Linked DNA regions of Muntiacus reevesi: region 2 is linked to region 1. The links are chromatin contacts, called in public Hi-C maps. All regions are on one chromosome and are shown on one strand. The core of a region is the stretch at or near the end of the contact, and the rest is flanking DNA. Distances in the headings are between cores, read along the strand shown. Region 1 holds the start of NPAT (nuclear protein, coactivator of histone transcription). Region 2 holds the start of CWC15 (CWC15 spliceosome associated protein homolog).

Region 1 (5,213 bases), core at 1,115-3,614:
TGGCACATACCATGCTATACTTTATGCAAGTTCTTGACTTAAATTCTTACTTATGAACTTACTAACAACTGCTAGCTATATTATATTCTATGTCAACTGTTTCAGAAACTTGTTTCTTATGTTACCAAATGAATGACTAAGGCTATGATAAAACGCTGATATGCAGTTCCATATGAGATCAACTATTTTAATAACGTAACTCTAGACACGGGAAGAAGTAACAGGAGGGAGTAATTTCCTGGACCAAGAGGCTAGTAAAACATGGATGGTCCAGAGACTTTTGCTACTCACAAGACCTGGTCTAGTACCAGCACACTGAGTGACCTATCAGTGGAATCTTCACTAGACTTGGGAATGAGTCTTCCCAGCATCGTGGGACACAGTGGCCACGAAATGCCTCCAACGTATGATCAAAAATGCGGCTACGAAGGGGCCCTGCTGACTGAACATTGGTAATTGCCAGCTGCCTCTACAAAAATTAAATCATGACGACTGCAAGCTGCTGACCTTCAACAACAGCCCCTAAAAGTTCAGGGTAGAGATCAGAATTAAGGCACTCTGTTCTGGGAAAAACTGGAAGAACAGGCCTTCAGAGAGATGTTTTCAGGTCAGGATTTTTATGAGCCCAAATTCCTGCATCTTCCTAGAGAAACACTAATGTTACGGACCAGTGTCTGGTCTTGGTTCTCCTGGTGAGCCCCTCAGCAGTTTTTCTACTTCTATTAAACTTTGGGCCATGTTTCTTTAATTTTCTTCTTAAGTTTGTTTCTTCTAGAATACAACAAATAAATCTCCAAATAGTAATACAACTAGAATATCCCCCAGCCAACACCCAGACAACGCTGAACAAGCTGCCTTATCATTTTGTGGACTCTCATTTCCCTCTGTAAATGCACCCTGGCAGAAAGTGGGCACTGGGACTCAGGACCCCACAATGTCCCTGCCCAGCTTGAAGAAGCCCCACTCCTTAGTGACTTGGGTCCCCAGGCCCAAGACAAGGATAAGGTAGGCAGACAGGCAGTCATGAGCAGGGTGTTAAGGGGCCAAAGTTTGGCCCATAAATTAAAAAAGGGCGGAATGTGGAGCCCTATACCAAGGTCACAGGATAAAAATCCCTGGAACTGACTAAGCCCCATAGCAACTGTTGCTATGACCCTCGGGATCTAAACCAGTCAGTACCCTAACCCCTAATATGTAAGATACCCACCCTACTATCCACCCAAGAGCATCCTTACCAATCACCTAATGCCACCATTCCAGTAGGAAGTTTCTGTCTTAAGGTTATGGAAACTGGCTGCAAGCCTGCAAAAGCGTTTGGCTCTCCCCTGAAATGGCCAGCTGTTTTAACAGCAGCTCTCACTCTAATAAATTTTATTCTCCTCTAATTCTGCCTCATGCCTGGAAATTCTTTTCCAACCCCCACACAGACCACGACACTTACCACAGGATAGAATTACCACAGGCTAGATAGTACACAGTCAGCCGACAGTCACAATTTTGAACTGGAGAGTGATTCCAAAGCCCAAGCCGTTACTCAGGAGACTACAGTTTAAGCCTCTACAAATTGCTCGCTGATTAAAACTGCTAATTATGAGAGGAGAGAAAAAGATGATTAGTCAAGCCATCCAGTTACATCTGAACTCCGGAAGGGGATGAGCAAGAAGGCTGAAGACTAAATACGCCAGGAGCACGATGGGTGGGCAGAAGAAAGCCATAAGGACAGGGGGCTAGGCTAAATGAGGTAAAGAGAAGGGGAAAGGGCCGCTCTGTAGGCGTGCGTCTGGAGGCAGGGGCTGAACGGCTCAGCTAGGACTGAATTCCCCAACGCTGAAGCCACTGAGCTTCTTCCGCGGCCCTACCGTTGGACTTTGCCGAAGTGGAATCTGTGTAAGCGGTGATGTCCGCAGCCTAGAAGCCCGCTCAACCCGCCTCCCGAAAAGCCCGAGCAGGCTGTCCCAGCACTATTCCGGCTTCCGGATCAAACCTGGAGTGATAGCGCAGCGTACTTTTACCCAAAGGAAGCACTAAGGCGAACTAGCGCCGGGGCACCGTTTGCCCACGCTGTCCCAACACGCACGCTCTGCACTCCCAAGACCCGCCTCCCCAAACACAGGGCCCGGCTGAGGGAAACGCGCGTGCGCCCTGTCAGCCAATGGCGAGCGGCCCTGCGTCTGCCGCTCGCCCTCTAGCGCCGGCTCTGCCTCTCCCCTCCCGCCTTCCCGCCCCGCCCCTATCCAAATGTGAGGGCGGATGTGACGACAGCTCCAAGTAGAACGGAGGCGGGTTTCTTTTCGGCGCCTTTCTTTCTCCGGCGGAAGCGATTGGCTGGCGTGGAGCGAAAGAGGCGGGACAAGTTGTCGCGGGTTCAGTGCCGCCACTGGAACCGGGAGATGCGGCGCAGGGGCTGTCGCTGTGTTGGTTTTTATCCGAGTCTCGTCTCTCACTACGGTTCCTTCTGCGGCTTCGATCATGCTGTTACCTTCGGACGTAGCCCGGCTGGTATTGGGTAAGCGCCGGCGCGGGAGGGAGGGGTACTGGATCAGGCTAAGCCGGACGGAAGGACCTTTGGAGCCAGAGGTTTTTCCCAGGGTGGGAAAGCTTTGGGGCTTTGCCTCCCCACCTGCAAGTTCAGACTGGCGGTGAATCTTCTTCAGTGGGAGGCTCGGGCGGTTTAAGTTTCTTTATGTGTGAATGCTCCACTCTTCCGAGACTCTGTGGCGAGGGGCGGCTGAAGAGAAACTCCGGGTGGAACACCTGAGGCCCGGATTTGGAGGGAAAGTCAGGCCTGCACACTCAATTAGAATCCTGCAGGGGAGTTGCCTACGTGATGGATGGACTGCGTGTTCTTCAACCTTGGGCTCACTTTCCCGTGTCAGAGCTGGGGCCGAATTAGGAAAAATAAAAGACTTCCCCAGCCACCCAGCTTTAGCGAAGGACCTTTCTGACGGCCTTCTCATAACTTGCCTTTAGCGCTACGAATTTGGAACGAATGAAGTGATCCTGCCTCTATCCCCCAGCCTCCTGCAAGAAGTCGTAGAATGTAGAGGTTTGAAACGCCAATTGCATACTTTTAAGACATCAGCAATTCTTTTTTTTTTTTTTTAATTAGCAAGACTTTTCACTGGAAATGCCTTCCAGTGGAACGTTTTCTAGTCCTAGTTTTTCCTCAGTTTGAAGAGTGACACTGCCAGTTGTCAGGGTGTATTGTCTGTGCAGGAAACGGGTTTTGTTGTTTGTTCCCTGAAAGAATAAAGAGTATTGTATTGCTGGGAATGAGAGCCACATAAAACTCAAAACCGGAGCCAGATTTACAGACATCATATGTGAGTGGTTAAATGGTAAACATCTGTTCTAAAACTTGCCTTGGTATCTAAAGGCCGTTACTAACATTATTTTACTGTCAGAAAAATCCATTTCTTATTCCCTTTTTAAAGTATTCGGCCCTGTCCAAAAAAAGAAAAAAGTTTTCATGCACAGACTCTTGACAAGCACATTTTGCAGGAAACTTTAGAGGGTAATGGTTCTACCATCTGTTTTTGGAGAAAATAATCACTTAAATTTAAACTAATATTTTGTTAATGTTTGGTTAATCTTTTGCACACTTTATCAGAGCTGAATATTAACAGTTAACCTACATCTAAGAAGAAAGCTGTCTATCTTGTAATTGTTATATTAATTAGGCTTATTTGTAAACAGATCCGGAGTAGACTCACAAAATTCACAATAATACTGACATACTTTATTATGGTAGCTGTCCTGTTTGCTTTGTGGGATGTTTAGCAGCATCCCTGGCTTCTATCCATTAGATGCCAGCAGGGACCCAGTTCCTGCCTTCACCCAATTGTCAGAATAAAGTAAGTGTCCAGATATTGCCAGTATATTTCCTGGAGGGCAAGGACCACTGGTCTTAAGAAAGCAGTATGATTTTCTAACTGTAATACTTTAAACAAACTTGTGAATATTCTCCTAGACTTCCTCCTTCTTTAAAAACTGGTAAAAATTACAGTCATTGTTTCTTTTTTTTTTTTTTATTAGTTGGAGGCAGTCATTGTTTCTTATCCTAAAATTCTTATTTGTCATTCACATTCCATTTTTATTGCCACCAGTACTAACAGTATGCATCCTATTTCTCCTTTGGACTATTTTCATAGTTTCTCATATAGTCTTGCAATTCATCTTATTTATGGTTACAAAAATCTGCCTAAAGCATTAACACTACACCTCCAGTTCTAATAGTTGAAAGAGTTGTTCACTTACCAAAAATTTCAAGTTGTACAAAAGAGTATATACTACCAAAAAAAGCAAATCTCACCACTTTTGCTTTTTTCATTTAGCATTATCATGTCACCACGGAGATCTATGAGTCACAAAACTTAGTAGCTTAAAAATTAAGAGTTTTATTCTTTGCCCATGATTCTTCTGTCAGTACCCCCTCCCTCTCAGTACTCCTTCAGTCCTTCTCATTGTTGCCCCTTTTCTTCATCATGTTCTTGCAGCAAATCTTTGGTTGCTTAGTATGTTCCAGGCACTGTGCCAATTGCTAAAAATAGAGTTTTCCCCTTAGAATTTACATAATTAGGTTTTTTACCCTTATCCACACATACCAAAACACTTTCCTAGACCCCCACCTCTTATTTTATCTAATGCTCTATGTTACCCTTTCACAAGTCAAATTCATTCAAAGAATAAGCTCTGCTTAGTTACTGTATTTCCTTACTTAACTTTCAGTCTTCAACATACTGCACTGACTTTTGTACCTCACTGCTCCATTTGAATAGCCTTGCTACTCAGCTATATCCAGCTATTGCCTTGCTAGAATTTCTTTAAATATTGTACAGGTCAAAATATATACATCAAAGTGCCATTTGTTATTTCTGGGCCACCAGTTTTGGTTTTATTAGTATGTCAGACAAGGTATTCTGCGGACCTGATCCTACAAGTCTCTTTTGCTTGATCTCAAGTTCTCAACATATGCCCTATGCCCCAGGCATTCCAAACCTCTTGCAGTTTCTCCAGATACTCTTGTTAATGTATTTTGTTCCCTCTGCCTGCAGTGTTTTTCTTCCTCTCTTCCTTGTACACTTGTATTTAAGGTTCAGGTCAGTTGTAATCTCAAACTGTTTCCAGCAGGTACAGTTAGTACTTTCTCCTTACACGCTCTGGTGGCGTTGTAGATTACTTGTACATACTCTTTCTTTGTTTTATTGTAGCTG
Region 2 (5,213 bases), core at 1,069-3,568, 2.2 Mb after region 1:
AAACAAACAAAAATAATAATCTATTCCTATTACTACATGAAAGAAAAACTATTTGTCAACATAATGTCATGAGAGAAATGTCTAAGGGAGTGTTGGTACCTCGGGTTGGCCGATCTCTGTTTTTTTCTCTTGCAGCAGCTCTCTCTCTCTCTTCCAACTCTCTCCTGAAATCACGGTTTCGAACCTCTTCGGGGGCATCCTGAGTGGTCTGTCTAAAGTAGAAACAAAACAAGGCAAAGTTACTTCTAAAATACAAATGGCTGTAATAACAGAAGACAATTCAAGAAACACAACTTCATCCTGAGTCCCTAAAGCATAAAATTCCACTAGGGGAATCAACAAGATCATTAGTCTAATCTGAAAGTTACTAAGAGGCATCCTGTGATGTCAATAACCTCAAACTAAATCAACACACTTTCCCATTGTAAGGCAGCAGGCTGATCAAAACGCCTTCACTTTTCGTTAGTATGCTAACTCAGGGCTTGTTACAGCAACACTTTAAATCTCATACTGATTAGTATTGATAGTGCTTACTCCTCCTGACAGAATGTGTTACTAGTCATTGTTCAATCTACATATAGAAATTCCTGGTAAACTGGAATTTCTCCTTAAGGAATATCTGGTAGCACTTTCAAATCATGGAGCATCATTTTGGTGTCAGAAACACTACTACATTCTACCCCTATGAAAATAGGTAACTTGAGTGATAATAACCCAAACACGCTATCTCATGACCATATCATTTAACAGATTTGATCTTGCTTGTGAAACAAGAAAAAAATAAAAGGCTTCATTACCTATATTTTATCTTTGTATGAGAGGGTAGGTCTCTGCTTGAATACTGCTTTGAGAGCTGGCTCAAATCACCCTCACCTTTTCCTCTTCCACCTCTTGCAGGTTCAAAAGTTGGCCGAGCTGCTGTTGTCATCTTTTATGCTTTGAAAAACAGTGCCAAGTTATTTAAACAAACTCTCATTTTGAAAAGCATTAATCAATATCCATCCCTGTGAAATAATTGCCCTAGTTCATTCCCTCAAACATCTGTGACCCCTGGCAAGCCACCAAGTTTAAGTTTCTGTCATCTGCGGAATGGGGATATTCCTCATAAGATTATTAAATCAAGAGACTTGACACATCAAAACCCTTGTAAAATAGAGTACAGTCACGTCTGAGTTTTAAACATCTCCACTCAACCTCATGCCACCAGACTTCTTACTCCCATTTCATCTAAACCTCACACAGAACACGGGAGCAACGACAAAAACAAAAACATCTTTAAAAAAAAAAAATCACTGACACAGTTACTGAGTGTTCTAGAAAAAAGTGTGCTAAACTTCAACTACAGTTACATAGGCAAATATCTCCAGCAATCTTTTGTTGATCAAATTTCCTCCAGCAGCAGCCAACGTAATATAAATCAGATCTTTTGCAAGTTACTATTTAAGAAATGCTGGAAACACAAGAGCCCACCCTCAAAGAGCTCTGATAACCAAAAATTAAGGACCCGTTTGTGGTTACTGAAACATCTAGCGTCAGAAAAGCAAGTGTCAGGGGGAAACGATAAACTTCTCTAGATTTTCCGGAAAAAAAGGGGGGGCGGGGGGAGAGGGATGTATCCAGAGAGACAGAAACAGGGTTGCAGGCCGCAGGGGAGCACCGCCGCCTCCCCCAACAGAGAATCATCCCTGGGGCGGGGAGTTCACCTCCAGGCTATCACAGGGAACCCGCTGACTCTTCTCCCCTATCCCAGGGGGCGAGGGGCGGCCCTCTGCAGAGCCGCCTTGGCGGTGCGCTCTCGGCGACCAGAGACACGCTCCCTAAGCGCCAAGCGCTACCGCTCGCCTGCAGCTCCGCCGTCGCCTCCGCCCGTACAGGCTGACTCCGCCCCCAGCTGCCCCTTCCGGCCCCACCTACAGCCGGCTCTCCCGGTCGGCAGCTCCCGGGCCTCTGCGGCCTAAACCGTGTTAGCTGACTCCGCCCCCAGCTGCCCCTTCCGGCCCCGCCCACATGCCGCTTTCCCTGTCCAGCCTCTCTGGGGCCCGCTCGGCCCGCACTGGATTCTCTGCCTCCGCCCGCAACTGCCCCCTTACGGCCCCACCCACACTCGACTATCCTCGTCTGGAGCTCTGGCGCCTCCACCGCCCGCACCAGTTTCTCTGCCTCCGCTGCCAACTGCCCCTTACGGCCCAACCCACAGTCCGCTTTCGTCTTGCCGCTCACTTTGGCCGAGCTCCGACGCCGCTGCCTCCGGAGATCATACAGACGCCATCATGACTCTGCTCCCAGAAACCTCTGCACCCGCGGCAAAAAAAAAAAAAAAAAAAAGCCCAAGACCCGGAAGCAAACCCCGAACTCTTCTGCCGCCCTTCGGAGGCGGAGGCAAGGACCAATCAGCGGAGACCAAGGTGGAAGTTGAAGTGAGGACGCAAGGGGCGGGGCTGAAACGGTCCAGGGGGCGGGCATTTGAAATCCGTCGTTTAGAGTAGACGGTGAACGTCGGTTTGTACCTTCGAGAGCCAGTTAATGTCTCTTCCTTCTTTTCCTTTCCCGACTCCCTCCCAGATTCCTTCATTCCGGTACTGCGTGAACGGAGAGCCGCGGGTAGCCGACACCAAATACCCGGCTAGCGAGAGAGCATAGAAAAGGATTACACCAAACTGTTTAAAATCCAACGGCTCCTGCTTCCTTTCTCCTGAGCTAGACCCAACAAGCCTAGAGAGTTGGGCTACGGAAAGTAGTATTTGCATTTAATTGGATATGAAGAAAGAACAAATATGTACGGGGGCAACCACGATCTTTATAAAGGTACCATTCCTGCAAAAATATTAGTCTTCACAACGAAGGTTGTATTCGTAACGTTCGTTAAAATTTTTACTTTTAAAAAAAGCCTAAGTTCTAGTGGGAGGGGAGGTGTCACTATTTAGATTCATTTATGTACTAACCGACATTGAACGTTTAGGACGGTGGGCCAAACTACCAGGAGCCCTAGATGCAGTTAGTATTGTAAGATGGCTACTCATGCGTTAGGTGAAGTTTTCGTAAGATAGCAACAGGAAAATAAAAAAATCACGTATCGTCCTAACTCCTTCCCCCACCAAAAGCCCCCTGGGAGCGTGGATTTTGTGTGCCTTTCTAGTTCAACTTGGTATCTAATCACATAATCCTTGGCCACAGTAGATGCTCAGTAGATACATGTTAAAGAAATGAAAATTCAACTCCCCCAACTTAGTTTCAAATGTAAAGAGCTCATAATATCGAACAGAAAAAAGCTTCCCCCACTCACGCCCCCAGAACCCTTTCTTTGAACTTTAAATGAAACAAAACATTAGAAAATGCTTCCCTCATAAAATTCAAGTTGCTAATCTTGATTTTTCTCAACAAGGGTATTACTCTCCTAACCTTCCACGTCTAGGTAAAGGACACACTACCATCAGGCTAGTTACTCAAACCAGAATCCCAGGCCTCCTGCTTAAATTCCTTTTCCTTCACTTTTCTCATCCTGTTTATTTGCAAGTCTTCCCTATTCTACTTTCAGCATATACCCCAAATTTCATTCCACTGCCTTAGTCCAAGCCACCGTCATTTTCTACCTGGATTGTAATTGTCCCCTAATGATCTTCCTGCTCCCACTTTTCTCCCACAGTTAACTTTGCATATAAAAATGAGAGGGATCTTTTAAAATCGTGAATCAGGTAGTGTTACTCTCCTGCACAAAAATTCACTGCACTTAGAATAAAAATCAAATTGCTTAATGTGACCTGACCTGAGAGTTTTCAGGGTTTGGTTCCTACCTATCTCCCTGGTTTCACTTCTAATCATTGTGCTACACACTAAGCTCTAGCCACAGGCAACACTGCATTTCTGTTTCACAGACTAGATTTCTTTGCACTGGCTTTTCTCTGTTGTATGTGCCTCGGTATAGCTGTACTACCATTCTTCAAGTCTCAACTCAAAGACGACCTCCTCAGGTTTCCTGACATCTACTTTTACACCCCCATCCTACCAATACACAAATAGCATCACATCACCCTGTTTTATTTTGTCATAGTACTAAACACTTCTGAATGTATTGTTTGATTGTTTATTTCCTTGTTTCTTGTCTGAGAGGCAGTGTAGCAAAGTCATTAAGAGGAAGGAACCTATAGTCAGCCTGTTTCGGTTCTGAAATCTAGATCTGCCTTTTCCTAACTGACTTCAGGCAAGATATTTACCCTTTGCCCTCAGTTTCCTCCTGTGTTAAATGGGAATAATTCTAGTTTCCACCTCATAATGTTATTATAAGAATTAAGTGAATTAATACTAGTGCTTAAAATTTTCAGCAAACAATATTTGCTAACCAGATGTTAATTATTATTATTAATAATATTTTTATTATTATTGTCTATCTTCCTGTATTAGAACATAAGTTCCAGGAAAGCAGAAACCTTGTCTCTCTTGTTCACTGGTGTATCCTCTGCATATAGAACAGTACCTGGCACGTAATAGGTGCTGAGTAAGTATCTGTTGAATGAATGAATGATTAGCGCACTATGAAGTGGAGGAATGACATGAATGGCAAGGTGGTGACACAAATTAGAAAACCCTTCTAGTTTTTTGTTAATATGTTCCAACTTATCATCCCTGAGTCAGTCACCTGGATTCATTCATCTCCCATTCAACCACATAACCTTTTGGTCTCCAACCATGATTATATAACCACCCCTGTGGTTTCATTAACACCAACTTAAAATATAATTAGCCCACAAAATTAAAAGCTTTAGCTTAAATGGTCTGAAAGTATTAATAAGGAAAAGAAACTAAAAAGTGTGCTTAAATAATTTTAAAGTATTAGTGAAAAGCCAAAACTCTAAAATTTTTTTATTTAAATGACTTGAAAATATTAGATAAAGTAAGATTAACTTAAAAACCTAATTCGCCCAGTCAGCTGGCAAAAAGCATACATAACTTAAGAATCCTCATTTTAAAGTCATTTCCACAGAAACCTAGGTGAACCCTTTATTCTACCCAGCAGTCCTCTTACACTCTCCTAATTGCTTATTTTCCCACTCTGCAGTATTATTATTTGCCACATTCTCCTTTCTTCTAATCTACACACCTCTTCCACCCTCCTTTCCCTCATTTTGTTTCCCAGGAATGGATAATCATCTGACTTCCCTGAGAAAATAGAAGCTGTTTTTCTCAGAGGACTCCTCATCTCTCCCCAACAGATGTAC

What was found. Hi-C and Micro-C count contacts between places; a contact is called where the count stands out from the background.
Region 2: a Hi-C map of blood shows a contact between it and region 1, with 5 times the contacts expected there. The contact joins the promoter of CWC15 here to the promoter of NPAT in region 1. A contact is called at or near these places in 2 of 3 Hi-C or Micro-C datasets (blood and muscle).

What each region holds. Positions count from the first base shown.
Region 1 is chr9:73,418,743-73,423,955 of mMunRee1.1, forward strand. It overlaps NPAT (nuclear protein, coactivator of histone transcription), which reads left to right and starts at 2,365. Exons shown (of 18, transcript XM_065943955.1): 1 at 2,365-2,506. The coding sequence starts at 2,470.
Region 2 is chr9:75,589,215-75,594,427 of mMunRee1.1, forward strand. It overlaps CWC15 (CWC15 spliceosome associated protein homolog), which reads right to left and starts at 2,319. Exons shown (of 7, transcript XM_065945264.1): 1 at 2,221-2,319; 2 at 798-936; 3 at 100-212. The coding sequence starts at 928.